Regions from separate parts of the Mus musculus genome. Here region 2 is linked to region 1. The links are chromatin contacts, called in public Hi-C maps. All regions are on one chromosome and are shown on one strand. The core of a region is the stretch at or near the end of the contact, and the rest is flanking DNA. Distances in the headings are between cores, read along the strand shown. Region 1 has its middle 9.8 kb from the start of 1700001J04Rik. Region 2 holds the start of 4932435O22Rik (RIKEN cDNA 4932435O22 gene).

Evidence for each region. A called contact is a pair of places that touch in the nucleus more often than the background predicts.
Region 2: a contact with region 1 is called in a Hi-C map of uterus, with 6 times the contacts expected there. The contact joins the promoter of 4932435O22Rik here to the enhancer-like site in region 1. A contact is called at or near these places in 3 of 39 promoter capture datasets (hippocampal neurons, liver and pre-B cells) and 2 of 484 Hi-C or Micro-C datasets (both in uterus).

What each region holds. Positions count from the first base shown.
Region 1 is chr11:114,173,160-114,180,821 of GRCm38.p6, reverse strand. No RefSeq gene overlaps it. Among named protein-coding and RNA genes, the nearest start is that of 1700001J04Rik, 9.8 kb to the left of the region's middle. Within about 2 kb of position 4,806, at least 29 of the 459 cell types and tissues checked have an H3K27ac peak or open chromatin away from gene starts, as enhancers often do. A contact at or near this core is called in uterus, where this site is marked.
Region 2 is chr11:114,445,480-114,453,141 of GRCm38.p6, reverse strand. It overlaps 4932435O22Rik (RIKEN cDNA 4932435O22 gene), which reads left to right and starts at 4,282. Exons shown (of 3, transcript NR_027643.2): 1 at 4,282-4,470.

The DNA.
Region 1 (7,662 bases), core at 3,557-6,056:
CACGTCGTCTGGATGGAGAATTAGAAGAAGAGGTTCTCTGCAGCAGAGATGGGAGCAGAGTATAGTACCAGCAATACCGGAGGCATGAGACTTATCTTCAGGATCATCGTGGGACATGGCAAAATCCAGAACAAAAAGGCCACTTAAGTTCACAACTCAAATTCCACTCTAAGGAGTATTCTAGAAAGGGAGCTCTCCCACACCTCTGCTCCCCACAGCTTCCCTACCAGGTCAGGAGGGGCACAACCCTTTCTCTGCCTGCTCCTAGTTAGTGACAGCTCTGGCTAGAACAATCAGAAGGCATTCCCTCCACCAAGGCATGGCAGGTGGCGTGGATAGACAGGCTCCGCGGTTGCTTGACATTTTTCTAAGAATGGCATGTGCTTCTATGATACTTTTTCAGTGGATCCAGGTTGAAGAGCCTCTGGAGGGTGGGGTTAAGCCTCATTCATCACACTACCCTCTAAGCAGCTCCCAGGAAGTCGCCTGCTGTCACCACACCTGGTCAAAAGGTCCACACGGCTTTCCTAGCCTCTCTCCTCCCTGCCACATTCTTTCCTCTACCCAGAATTTCTGTTTTTCAAACCATTCCTCCAGACCAGTCTCGCTGGACCTTTACAATGCCCTTGGCATTTATCCATTAGCTCTTCTGACAAGGCTAAGCCTCAGGCTCAGGTACTGAATAAGCTGGCACGGGCTAAACAGCCCAGCATTGGATGCCTGGGGTTCCCCACCCAGCCCTTCTATTACTGTTGTTCCTTGTGGCCAAGCATCTTAGACTTGCTACATAGTGTCTCCATGTAACAATGTCCAGTGGTCCAGAGGAGACTTGGGACCATGGGTGTGTAGCATAGTCACCTAGAATGCCATTTCTCCTCTGCCCAAGAAGAAAAACGAATGAACAGCAGCTCCCAGACTGGCAGGAAAGGAACCTGTTGGTTCCTTTGATTTTTTTTTTTTTTTTAACTTTCCTGTGAGTTTGTGTGCCACCTGTTTGTGGATAGAGGTCAGAGGTCACCCTTGGAGGTTGCCCTTCAGGCATCATCACCCGCCTTTACACACAGCACATGTGTGCCCATTGGACCCCCTGAAACTCTGGTTTCTGAGGGTTTTGAGTTTCCATACAGGGGCTGGGAGTTGACCCTGTGTTCTCTGCAAGGGCAGCCCATGTTCTCACCTGTGCATCTCTTCAGTTCTCCCATTTTCCTTTTGACACTGGTCTGAAATGAAACCAACTTCACGGGCTGGTTGAAGAACCCCAGGGGATCTACGTGTCTCTACCTTGTTTCATCCAGTGCTGGGGTTATGCTTGCCATTATAATGAGCATTGTTTCAGGGATGGGGTGGGGGTGAGGGTGGGGGTGGGGGCATGGATTCTAGGGATCCAACTTAGGACCTCAAGTTTTCAAGGCAAATACTTTACTGGCCCAGCCATTTCCTTCTGCTCTCTGCTGTCTGATCCTTGAATCTGCCAAGAGGCTCCTGGGAAACCAACAGCAGGTGGCCAGGCTAGGACAGGGCCAAAAATGCCAGTGTGCGCTTCTCTCCAGGGACTGCTAAATCAGCCACCACCCTCTCCTGCCTTTGAAGCAGGGAATGTCTGGCTTCAGTCACCACTGCTAGGCTGGATTGCTCTCTCTTGCTCATGCTTCCAAGTGGCTCTGCTTCCTAGTCAGGACTGGGGAGCCAGGATGGCTGTGTTCTGTGTCTCCCTCCCCCCTCCCCACACCCCCATCCACCCCCCACTGTCTGCCTTTGCAGTCCAGATCAGACTCCTGTGGCAAGAACCCCTCCCCACCCTGGCCCTCCATTAGCTTCCAGCTATAACAGGCAGGTGCCTGCAGCCTTGGATGGGAGCTGCTTACCCAAAGCACTTGGAGTTGCTCCAAATGACAGTTCTCCATCTGAGCTGGCGCGGTTCAAGGGGACAAGTACCACCTGTAGGTACTCAGGCTCCAGCCAGTGCATCCCTTTGCTGCTCAAAATGGTCTTTGCCCCTCCTTCCATATGGATGCTGAGAATCGAACCCGTGTCCTCTGCAAGAGCCGCACAGGCTCTCATTTGTGCCTGTCTCCAGCCCCATCACCTTGCTTTTGAGACAAGGTCCCTCATTGGCCTGACATTCAGTGGTACCCATCCCAAAGGGGACAGGAAGCCCTACCAGTTGTCCTCAGACCTGACTTTTCAGTCTGCATGAATTTAGTTCTTGAATGTGTTATTTACTGACCGATCCATTGCTCAACCTTGCTGGGGGTGGACACACTCCTCTATTAGGCTTAGGGTTTGGATTTTAAATGACCCTCAAAATCTCTTGTGTTGAAGGCTTGGTAGTGGCCTGTGGTGTTATATGAGTAGGGAGAGGTTGGGGGAAGGGGAGCTGGAGGAGGAAAAGGGGAGTTGGAGAAGGGGGAGGGGATTAGAGGTGGGGGAGGGGGACCTGCAGTTGCTTGAATTGTGAGCATGTCATCTCCGGATCCTGGGCAGAATACATTCCTGTTATTAAGTCCTTGGTAACACTAGTGAGTGTGTGTGGTTACATGACAACCCTGTGTTTGGGAAATACTGACGTGAGGCCAGCATTTTATAGCTGCAAGGAAAGCCAAGCAAAAACCAGTGTGCAGAGAGAGGCCCAGGGGAATGGACTCCTCCCAGCTGGGACACACTCATGGGCTCTGTGTGTTTTCTATACTTGCTTGCCATGGACCACTTCCATTGCAAAGCGTGGGATTTATAGTCCTCAGACATTCTGGAAACTTCTAGCAGGCTGGGAGGATGGGCAAAGCACCAGAAGCCTAAGGCATGCTGGGCGGGGAGAGGACCATAGGGCCCCCTGTACCCTTTGCCCTGCCTCACGTGGCCCAGTGGGTCTTCTTTATCAGATATGCTGCAGGGCTGGCTGAGCTCCTTGTTTTATGGCCCTATCATGTGTGAGATCTTGCCCATGAGGGGAAAGCTGTCAGCATGAAACATAGATTTCAAGACAGACGTTCCACTGCAAGATTATGAATAACCCCTCTGATCATTAGAACCAGAGCATTTTTTAAAAATCCAATTTGTTTCTCGCTTCGAAACCCATTTCGTCTGCTTCCCTTTCTCTGTGTTATGGAGGGAGGGCAGGAGGCTTCCAGAATCTTGCCTCCTAGAAACTTAGTACCCCTAGAAACTGTGTGTGCCCTTCCTCTAAGACCCTTACTTCCTGGCATTCACCTGCTAGCCATTGCTTGCTTGCAACCCAGCAGGGAGTTTCTATTGGGAGGCATCCAGTTTATAAACAGACAGAGCAGGAGAGAGCCTGGGCAGTGGGTTAGTGTCCCCAAGGCTGAGAGGACAGACATACCCTGGAAGGCCAGGCCATGAGTAAGACACAGGGAAGGATGGCAGAGAGTGTCCTTGCAGAAGGTACCAATTCTGACTGGCCAAGTCCAAAGCCAGCATACAGCCAAGATTCAAAGAAAAACAAAAGAGCATTCAAAAAAAAATTCACCTCATTTCTTCTTCTCTCCTCACCAGCCGCAGACACCAACCCTGGGGCTTCTAAGGGGTGGGCAATGCCCCCCACGTCCTCCTTGTGCATACGGCCTCATCTCTGTGCAGTAAAATCTGACACAGAGATTCATCGGACATGTGCCTCCACCCCCCCTCCCACATCCACCCACCACAGGGACATGAGCTGTTCATCTTCTTTTTGGCTCAGTTTGCAGCCTCCAGAACACTTGCAAGGGGCACCTTGCCCAGCTCCAAGAACTGACGAGGCACCGGGGCCCTTCTGAATCCTTGGCACTCTCCCAAGTTGCATTTTGTCTGTTCATCTCCCTTCAGAGGCCAGAGTGGACAGTGTCTCCTGGCTGAGCCAGGCCAGAGTGGACAATGTCTTCACTGCAGGCCCCAGAATGAAGTTCCCAGGAGGCCTTGGCTGCAGAGGTTCAGGCCCATCTGTTCCATCTCTCTGCAAACCTCCTCCCCACTGCCACTGACCCTGAGCTGTGGGCTGCAAACAGCAGATGAGACAGCCCATGATCCTTGCCCTGGACAAGGTCAATGTCCTGTGGGGGAAGGGACAGAAGCAGCTGTTCATAAAACCACCTGATTCCGGTAATAGAGGCATGGACAGGAATAACCTGCAGCCCCCAAGGAGATGGCTACAGACTCCTGGAGTCATTTGGGAAAGGTCCAAAGAGAAGGAGACTTGACTTGAGCGGGTCTGCAGGGATGCCTGGGAAGTTTACCAGGTTTTGCTTGCCTTTCGGGGACCTGAAATGACACTCTCACGAGGCGAGCATTAGTTCTTCACTCTCACTAAAACATCTAAATTTCTACATCCTTGAAATATAAACAATGTGACCCCTTCAGCTCACCAGATGGTCCCCGTGTCTTCTCAGCACATAGTGGGTACACAGAACTGTGGGCTAGATGCTTTGGGAATCAAGACAAGGGGAGAGAGGACCAGGGACAGGGCCCAGGGGAACACATACCAAGCTCCAGGCTTCCAGAATTCTCCAAACAGCCCTCCCCAGACAGAAGGGTAGTCTTGCCAAGAGAGCAAGGGCTATAAAGTTTCCCTGCATAGCTCCTAGATAGATACATCTAATGTTGCCACCAAAAACAAAAACAAAAACAAAACGAAAAAACAAACAAAACAAAACAAAAGAACCAGTGAGATCCCTGGGCTCTGTCCATCTCGCCAGCAGGAATAGAAAGACTTGCCTTTATCCCAGACCTCATTTCGGGCTCGGCGGCTCAGCCCAGCCCAGCATCTCAGGAGCCTGACTGTACCACTTCTGCCTGCCCTGCACCTCATTCCTTTTAGCTCGAATTTGTAAATGGGCCTCAGCCCAAGCAAAAGATTCAGCGGGAATCCGGCCGGGTTCCCAGACGCTTAATTGGAGCTGGGCTCTTCATTACCGCACACCTGTTCCCCAACACCATATGGTCCGAGGTAAATAGACTGTAATTGTTTATCCAGAGTCAATTCTTCCGTGAGTGAGTGAGTGCCGGTGGGGGCCCGCAGAACCCTCAACGGCTTCTCACCATCCCCGGCCCCAACCTCTCCAGGAGACTGAAGGACAAAGCCCTGCAAGGTTAAAGATGCCAAGATGTCCCCGCTCAGCAGACTTTTGCTGGGAGACTCATCTCGGACTCCTTCCCCAAATACAAAGAATAGCCCCACCCGACTGCCTGCCGGTTGGCAGACACTTGGCAGCCAGGCCTCTCTGCCCTTGCCGGTGTGGTTGAGCAGGAAGGCACCTCTCTGGTCCTGGGCTCATTTGTTTTCTTCCCCAAAGGATGTCTGAGATGAGCTGGAGCCGTACCAGTTCTCTGCCCCCCACCACGGCACCTCTCACCACAGCACCCCAGCCACATCCCCACACCCCCACATAACCCCGACCCCCAAAACACCACTGTTCTATAGTGGCCTGAGCAAACCCTGTCAAGTGTCAGAGCCTGGGCTGCTGTGTTTACCCTAAAGACACAGTCTCAGTGTTACATAGTCCTTAATAATAAAGGGGCTAGCCAGCATTGTTAAGGTAGCTCATGAAGAAAGGCTGGAGACTGGTCATACTTCAAGGTTCAGGTTGGTTAATGCCCTTGGCCAAGGCCACCCAACCAAGATTCCCACCCAGTTCTGTGGACTCCAGCACCAGATCCCATGACCACCATGCTCCACTTACATTATGGTAACAAACCCAGGGAGCCTGGCCTGGTGCCTGCCATTCAAGAGGAAATCGATAAATGCCCATTTCTGTGTCCCCGTCCTTCAGTGGACATATCCTGCCCTCCATCCTGGCTCCAGTACCTGGGAAGCATCCAGAAACCCAGGCTTCAAAATGTCCCCCACAAGGTGAAGTATAAATAGAGCAGATCATTGTCCCCTCTTCAGTCCCTCGGTCTTAACTCTTGGTCAGCCGAAGACAACCAGGGACAGATGTCACTTCTACCTCTGTCAGGTTACCCCCTGGTTGTCTCAGACTGTGATGCTGCCAAGCGCATGCCCAGAGGGAAGGAGGCTGCTGATGCACACAGTAAAGGTTTCTGGCCTCCAGGGATGTTAGATGAGTTGATTTCTGGAAAATGCAAGAGTCCATTAGGGCTGGGAAAATGGCTCAGTGGTAAGTGTGCTTATTGGGAAATCAAGAGGGCCCGAGTTCAAATCCCGGGTCCCTATGTGGAAGCCAGGCAACCCTGGCATTTGTGGGTGTGGGAGGGAACGGGTGGATCCCAGGAGTCTGTTGGGCAGCCAGCCTATCTGGAAGGGCAAGCATCCAGGTTAGTGAGAGGCCCTATCTCAAAATCTAAGACAGAGAGAGACAGAAACAGAGAGAAACTATTGACATCACACACGTACTCACACGTGTGAGCATTGATGTCATATCTGGTAGAGTTATGTGTGCATGTACACACACACACACACACACACACACACACACACACACATACACAGGGGAAGAGGGGTGAAACAGCAAAGATCCTGAGCATTCTTGAGACCTGGCTGCTGGTCCCAGGAGACAGAATTCTGAGCACTGGGGAGACCAGACCCACATAGATGGCTGAACCCTGCAGGCACATGGGGGTCTCGCTGCAAGGATTCTGACAAGGCTTCTCCCAGTGGCTGTTCCTCAGAATTCTCCACCCCAACTCCCATCCTCCCATCCTGCCTACCCTGAGGATGAATAGCTTTGGGGCTTAAGAAAGTGGGTGCTGTGTCCTCTTATTTTTCATTGAATCATCCTTTAGTATGATAAAGGGCTTCCCAACCATTCCCCTCTGGTATATCTCCTTTCTACCACACACTCCTTAGAGTCTTCCTGGGCTGGTCAGGTCGGCTAATGATGAGTTCAGATACCACCTCTCCCGCAGCCAGGAAGAAGCAGCTCCCAACCCAGGTCTTAGGTCAGGCTGAGAAATGATTCTAGAAGGTTGCTCTCTGGTTGCTGTCACCCCTCCAGATAGAGGATACAGGCACTTGTTGAATCACTGAGACAAGTCTCCTGTATTAAGCAGACTGATGGCCAAGGAGGGAAAAAAAATCACACTAAGGGGAGATGAAAGGAGGGGCAGAAAAAAATCTGGAGCCCACAGGGTGATTAGGAACCCTCCCTATAAGAGGCTTTGGGAGGCTCTAGGGGCTGGAGGTCTCCAATTCCCATGACTCCCTGATTAACTGTGGAAGTCAGGGGATGCAGTAAGAGTAAGAATTCTGCCATCAAGAAAAAAAAATATATGTAAGGAAAAGAAAAAAAAAGAGCTTTTCCTAGCAAGTTTTCCAACCGCCCAAGGGGACACCCTTAGAAGCAAGGCCTCCTGCCCCGAGCAGCAGCAACTGCCTCCCACAACTTCAGGGATGGGAAGGAGTTTTAAAAGATATTTAAGCTGCTGCATAAATTGGCCCCTCAGGGAATGCACTCCGTTCTGCCTCAGCCCAGTGGCTACAGGAGTACTTTCTACCCCAGGCTTTGGGTAGAAGGTTTCAGGAGTGGCTAATGGGGAAGGAGGCTTCCCGCCCTGGGCCTAGGTCGGGTGCAGAATGTCCTAGAATCAGAGTCCCACTCCCCAACACACCTGGAATGTAAGGCTCAGAGAAGCTCATCACTCAAAGCCACCCTCCCAAAAAGAAGTGTGTCCTCCGTGGGGACCATCAGTGGAGAGAGGGGAAGAGGCGAATAT
Region 2 (7,662 bases), core at 3,033-5,532, 270 kb before region 1:
CAGGATACAGGTGAATCCAATTTGGTGGAGATTTGCCCCTGCTGCCCTGATTAGCTGAAGCCTCGTGACTGGCGAGGGGGCGTGGCCTGCGAGCGTGGATGAGAGAGAGTATAAAAGGAGTGAGAGGCCCAGGGTTCGGGGGAGATATAAACAAGAAGAATCAGGACTGAGTAAACTGCTGTTAGAAGGACTGGTGGTCGCGTCGTTCTTGCTGGTCGAGAGCGGGCGCGACAGTGACTGTATCCCCAACAGGCTGGGATCAGACACACTGGACTCAAAGAGCAGAAGCAGGTAGAGGGATATGTGGCACTAAGACACCCGCTCTCACCACTGTTGGGAATGAAGTCATAGATGCTGTTCGGGTGAGAAGGGGATTATCCCAGAAGTCTCTGCCAGTCCCAATGCTTTGGTTTCTTGAGATAAGGAACAATGAAGAGGCTCTTCTCATAGTCTCCACTTCTGGAAATTTCTCAATGAAGAATTCTATTGTTTGTCTTTCAGAGCAAGCCGGGGAATTTCCATGGTGGTATGCATGTACTGAATATATCCCCGTTCTGTAACTTATCATCCCTATTTCCCTTTGTCACTCCAACCCACCACCACCCCATCCTGGCCGGGTGCGGAGCCTTCTCCAGAGCCAGCCAGAGGGTCTCTATATTCCATCTTTTCCAAGAGTCAGCTCAAAAGACACACCCTCCACATTGCCGGTCCATCTTCTTCCCTGAATCACCCCTACCCCGCCTTTTGCACTGCCCCTCCCCGCCCCAAACAAGTAATCTCTCTCCTTGGGATTCTCGGAACGCTTTCTCTACTCCATCATGGTCCCCATCAATTTCCCTTCCTCATCCTGTTTTCCCACCTGCATCCCTTATATCATCTCCGACTTGGCAAGCTCCTTAACGACAGGAGTCATAGCTCACTCGCCTTTATGGTCGCACCGCACCCAGCGCTGTGAATGTTGACTGAATGATAAGAAACCCAACTTGGTGACATTTGGGGGATTCATGTCATCCTTCGAAGGTCGTTCGTCTTTGCCTTGCTGTTGAAGTTGGGAGCATCTTTTGGGGAGTGGCAAAGAGAAGAAATTCTGTCTTCTGAGTTATCAATCCATCAACAGCCTTTCCAGGTCAGTTACTGTGTGATGCTGTTAGGTACCAAGGAGGCAACATGGAGGTCAGGGACCAACCAGATGTGTCTTACCACCTCGCAGATCCTTCCTAGTGAACTGAAAACTCCCCGCTCTACAATTCAGCCAAACTGTCCAAGAATCCTATGCTGCAGCCATCTTGGATCTTACAATCCATTGTCCTGCACCTTTCTCGACCTTTACAGACTTCCTTCCTCACTGTCCTGCTCTTAGTCAGACTGCCCTTAGTCAAACACATCTCTTTCCATTCATTGTTGCTTAGTTTTCTACTGCTCAGCTCATCCTCTGCTCTCTGTGTCACACAACCAACTTTAATATTTACAAACATCAGAAGTTAGGGCCACATGTCTCTTCCAAGCAATGTTTCAGGATTTATTTGGTAAAACTGACTGCTTGAGAGTTTCCACACACTTCAGGGGAAGGTGGATCCTGCATTCATCAGCTATTCACTTTGTAGTACATTCTTTGTCTTAGGATAAAAGACTATGCCACTACAGTGCAGTTGTGGGAGCCCCACTTCAGTGGTTTAAATAACTAAGTGCCTTTCTCTCCTACCCAATGCTTGTGGGGTGGTTGTCTTGAGCACTGAAGTCTCTCTGTTTATTGTGTCTCCTTGGAGACCAAGTGCTTCTACCACGTTGTTCTGCCCTGTCCTAGGCACTGTGTTCAAAGACCTAGCTAGAGCCGAATGAAGAAGCTCAAGTCAACTTGGTAGAAAAGAGAGAGCAAGAGGAGTATCCTTGCTCAGATGTGTGTGTGTGTGTGTGTGTGTGATGGTTTGAATATGCTTGGCCCAGGAAGTGGCACTATTGGGAGGTGTGACCTTGTTGATGTGTCACTGTGAACATGGGCTTTAAGACCTTCAGCCTAGCTGCCTGGAAGTCAGTCTCCCACCTTCAGATGAAGATGTAGAACTCTCAGCTCTGCCTGCACAATGTCTGCTTGGATGCTGCCATGCTCCCACCTTGATGATGATGGACTGAACCTCTGAACCCGTAAGCCAGCCCCAATTAAATAGTGTCCTTATAAGAGTTGCCTTGGTCATGGTGTCTGTTCACAGTAGTAAAACCCTAACTAAGACTCTGTGTGTGTGTGTGTGTGTCTATAGCTACTGGATTTGTAGGAATTTATTATGGCAGTTATGGAAAGCTATGGAGAGTATCTCAAGTCAACCTGGTTGAAAAGAGAGAGAGCAAGGAGAGTATCCTTGTATCCTTGCTCGGGGGTCATTTTCTCCCTCAGTCCTGTCCTGACATGCCATGTCTGCTGTCAGAATACACGTCCAACAATCCCCACAACTACAGCTTGCGGGCTGCCAGAGACAGAATTCTAAAAATGTTTCCCAAGACCCCCATCCTTTTGTTTTCTAATCCAACTTCGACCTAGGTATTATTGCAAAAGGGCTGCCTAGGCTGGTGTAATCAGCGGGCCTTAAAATAGGCAGCTTGTCTAGGCAGACCAGAGTGATCGCACAAGGCCCTCAGAAACAAAGGCAGAGAGTCAGCGTTCACATATGAGAGGTTTCTATGTTCTGTTGCCGCTTCAGAGATATAAGGGCCACATCCAAATAGCACAGAAGTCCTAGCTTCCCAGAGCAAACCCTACCCAGTGACCAGTCAGGAACGAGAACTTTAGTCCCAGAAACACAAGGAAGCCAAACTAGCCAGGGACTTGAATGAGGGGAAAGCAGATTCACCACACGGCATCCAGTAAAAGGCCGATTAGTAAGACGGCTTGATTTTATCTTTCTGAAATCTGGAGCTAAAGTAGACCTGCTATGGAGTCTCTATACGGTGTCTTAGGTCATAGCTGTGCTTTTCAATTTGGAGGTGGCCCAAACTGGCTGGCCTGGGTTGGTTCAGGCTGTATTACAGGATGGCACATTAGTTATGTCTACTCTACTCTTGCATGTTTGCATACCTGGTGTTGTGGTTTGAATATGAATGGTTCCCAAAGGCTCCTATATTCAAGTGCTTGGTTCCCAGTTTGTGAAATTGTTTGGGAAGGATTAAAAGATGTGAACAACCTTGTTGGAAAAGGTTTCAAAAGCCCACACCATTCCCCGATAGCTCTCCCTCTGCCTGGTGCTTGTTTGTCAGACGGAAGTGCTCACCCACTGCTCCTCTGCCATGCCTGCCTGCCTGCTTCTTTTGTGCTCCCTGCCATGGTGACCTTCCCTGTTCATGGTGACCCATGAACCCCCAAATTAATTTTTTTTAAAAAATACATTTCCTTGGCTGTGGTGTTTTGTCATAGCAATAGAAAAGTAATTAAGACATGTGGTCAGTGTCAGAGGTTCAAGGCCACTTCCAGCCTCAAGAACACAGGCAGTCTTCACTGCATCATGGAGCCGCATATACTATTAGCCCAAATGAGCCATGTGGAGTGAGGGGAGAGGCATTACCAAGAGCCAGGACGTCCCATTCTCTGTTAAAGGAAAGATCTGGAAAACAGAGACCTACAATCTACTCTGCATATCCCCCACTGGTGATTTAACAGGACCCCACCCCCACCCCAATCCCGCTGTGTTCTCCCAACACCCATCTTCAACCTGTCACCTACCTGCTTCTTCAGTTTCCACTCCCCTGTGTCTCCCACATTGGAACATCATAAGTTCCGCACAAGTGGAAAGTTGTGTCTAGATCAGATCTGGCACATAACAGGTGGTCAGTGTGCATTCCTTGAATGGTCTAAATCTGATCCCACTACCCACGTCCACATCATGAGTTGTGATTCATTTTGTGTGGGAAAAGCAGCCACTATCCTAGCTCGGGGAGATGGACTGAAAAACCTCATCACGTTGGAAAACAAACCAATTTCCTGCACTGATTTGGAACCTCTGATGAGCCCGAAGAGTTGGAGATGTTCTAAAAATAACTCCCACAAAGCCTCACTGTGACAACACGTTTCTCCCCCTCTGACCTGCCCGATGGAGGGGCCCGGGCCTAATAAATTCAAACAACAGGGCATGCCAATCCCCAGAGACTTCACTCCTGGGGCTAAGATAATAATCCCAGGGTTTTGGCAGGCATTCCTGGATCGCACTCAGCTTCTCTTGCATGAAAGGACAGGCCGCCCCTGCCAAATGGAACCACCTTGGAGAAGCTGGCTGGGCTGCAAGTGCTATCCTCTGCAGTCAGCAACTGGCAAGTTCAACTGGTGTCTGTGGGGCGCCAGGCACAGCCTCTGTTAACCCTTTCACCGCCCGCCCTGAAGAGTGAACACCATTCTGCTCCCCACCGAAGATGGGAAGTGAACTCTCTTTCCTGATATGACAGGGACAGGAGATACCACAAAGCTTCAAGGTCAAGCCCGTGATTCAGGTTGGTACCCTTTCTACCAGGTCAAGTGGGTGGAAGGTTCTAGAACTACTGAAACTGGATTTTTCCAGGGGGTGAATAGGGCAGTGTTGGGACAGTACTGGGGTGTGTGTGTGTGTGTGTGTGTGTCCTGGCTTACCGTGTTCCCCAGTCCCTTCCAGGAGTCCTGGGGTCTGAAGGGAAAGTGGTGGCATCAATGCAGTCGGATGTGTGAGAAGCAGGGACAGACACCATTACAAGTCTTGACTAGAATCACAGCACCATAGACCCAGGAGTCTTCCCACCATTCTTAGCACCACTGCCATGTATTATCTATGATATTAATTATTTATCAGTAGTAGTTATAGCCATCACCACCACAGCTAGATCATTAATATTTACCAACAATTAATAGCATTAATATTTATTAATATTAATCTCCATTAATAAGATGTAGAAATGCTTGTCAATTTATCAATAAATATTAATGGTATAATATTTATTATAATAATGAATAGTTATCACAAATGCTATCCACCAGGCATTAACGAGCCTAGTATAAGGTTTGGGGAGAGGGCTCAGGCTCAGTTCAAATCCTCAACACCCGAATCAAAAGGCTGGTGGTGTGGTGAGCAGCTGCACATTAGCACTGGGGAGGCAGAGACAAGAGGATCCCTAGTGCTGAGAGCCAGCCAAGCTGGCTGAAGTGATGAGCGTCAGGTTCAATGAGAGACCCTGCCTCTAAACATAATATAAGCTGGAGAATGATTGAGAAAGACTCCCAGCATTGGCCTGGCCTTCACAAAACATGCACACATGTGTGTGCAAGAGTGTGTGTGTTTGGACACACACACCACACACATATACACAAGCACGCACTTACGTATGAACATGTACACTTTGTACACACACAGAAGAAAGTCTTAAGACATTATCAATTTTAAAAAATTGTATGTGCCTGTGTGTGTACTCGGACAAATTTATGTGCACTGTGTACATGTGGGTACCCATGGAAGCTAGAGGGCAAGAGATTCCTGCAGCAGGAGTTAGAGATGGTGGTGAACTGCCTGATATGGGTGTTTGAAACCGAGCCTGGGTCCTCCAAGAAAGCAGTAAGCACTCTTAATTGCTGAGCCACCTCTCTAGCACTTCGAAGGGAGAAATGAAAAGGTAAATGCAAAACCTACTATAGGTATTAAAATAATACACTTGACAGAAAAGGAAACTGAGGCACAGCTTAGGTTCCTGGATGAGCATAGCCTTCAATAAGCAATGGAGCTGGGGAGGGCCTGGCTGGCCAGTGCGAGGGCCCAGCCTTACGTTTACTTTCCATAATATCTGAGAAAGCAGATTCCCGGCTTCCACTTGAAATGTTATATTTATTGAGTGCTCTGGCGTCGCTCACTGAGAGCAAGGGGAGGGTTGGGAGGGCATGGTGCCAGGGGACCCAGGATCAGAGGGGTGCTGACCCCTCAGAGACTGAAGTGGGGGATGGCACCATCAGATGTATTAAAATGCAAATTTCTGCCTTGCTTGCTGGTTTATCATCTGACTCGTTATACAATTTGCCAGTTATAGAAGAAAAATTACCATAATGGGGCCCTAGGGAATGGTTGTAAAAAGGAGACCAAACGTTACTTATCAGCCGTTCCACTACAATTATCTTCTGCGTTTGTTCTCTTCCTCTTCGGAAACATGAAACCGTCATGTGCCAGGGACTAGGCGCTGCCTGGGCAGAGAGAGTAAAGCGGCTGTAACTGTGATCTGCTTTCCCGCTCTACTCCCTGCCCCCTCCGCACTCAACCCCACTCCAGTCCTGCCCAGTGGCCGCTACCTCCCCTCAGCAGTGGTCCTCCAGGGTAGGACCGGAGGACACTTCCAATCAGAAAGGAGGTAGAAGCTCTGGGTGAAGTTTTGAGTGTTTCCAGGACAGCCTCTTTCGGGGGCGGGGGGGGGGGGGCGGGGCGGGGCGGGGCTTGATTGGAGGTGGGGCAACTGAGTATCTTTCTCGACTCAGTAGGTGCCAGACAGGTTTACTCAGGACCCAGGCAGGCACCAGAGAGCCAGGCTTCTGCAAAAGTGTACAGTTATTGTGTCTGGCACTCCCATTCTAATTTCACCCCTGCCCTGACGACTCTCACTCCCAGGATAGCTTTCGATCCTGTATCTGCCAGCTTTCTTCTCTCCTGGGGCTCCTTGCAACTCCATTCTCTCAGTGTCTAGCCTTGTACTTGGAACATAATAAGCAGGACATAAATATTTGATGAATGAATGAAAGTGTGTCTGTGAGCCCGTGCCCGTGTGTTTCCAGGTTATTCCAAAGTTGTCATCCCCACAGGCTGACTTCTTTTTAGGTCCAGCCAAGTCTTCTCTAAGCCCCAGGGCCTCTGCCGATTTCTTGGGTTTCTGGAGCCTGCATATTCAAACAGGCAGGGGAGCTGATAACTGCGCCCCGCCAGCTGTCTGTGCATATTGCTTAGATATTTACACTTTCCCAGACCTTAGGCGGCTCTGTCATTCTCTTAGAATTCCTTTTGTCTTAGTTCCTGGGGCTCCTCATTTGCCTCTGCCACAGTATGAAAGGTAAACCCTCTTTGCCTCTGAGTTAAATTTACAAAGCATGAATCCAAAGCCACTCACCGAGCGCTCAGCCTCCTGCTTAGCGGGGATCTCTGTGATACCTGGCTTCTCCAGCTCTCTGCAGGAGAGAGGGTGCAGGCAGAAATGTTGCTTACACAAAACTTCTTTGATGTTACTATCCTCTAGCTGTAGGAGCCCTGTGGCAGGGGCACTGGATGGGTCCTTTGACCTCTGGTTACCCACTCCATTGGTGTTCAGACTCTGGGAGGGCAAGCCACCTCAGAAAGCTCCCAGGAAGCCAGAATATTATTCCTTCATCTAAACTTTTTGGCTCAGGGAGCAGACGTCCTCCAGAAGAGAGCGCCAGATCTCGTTACAGATGGTTGTGAGTTACCATATGGTTGCTGGAAATTGAACTCAGGACCTTTGGAAGAGCAGTCAGTGCCCTTAACTACTGAGCCATCTCTCCAGCCCCACAAATAAAGTTTTATTGTAACACAGCTATGCACATTCATGCATCTTTGGAGCAGGTCTGCAGAACTTCACAGCTGTGGCAAAGACTCAGGTCCTCTGAGATTTACCACTGAGATGACTCCTGTTGAACATGACTCTAAATTGCCTCTGTCTACTTCCCAG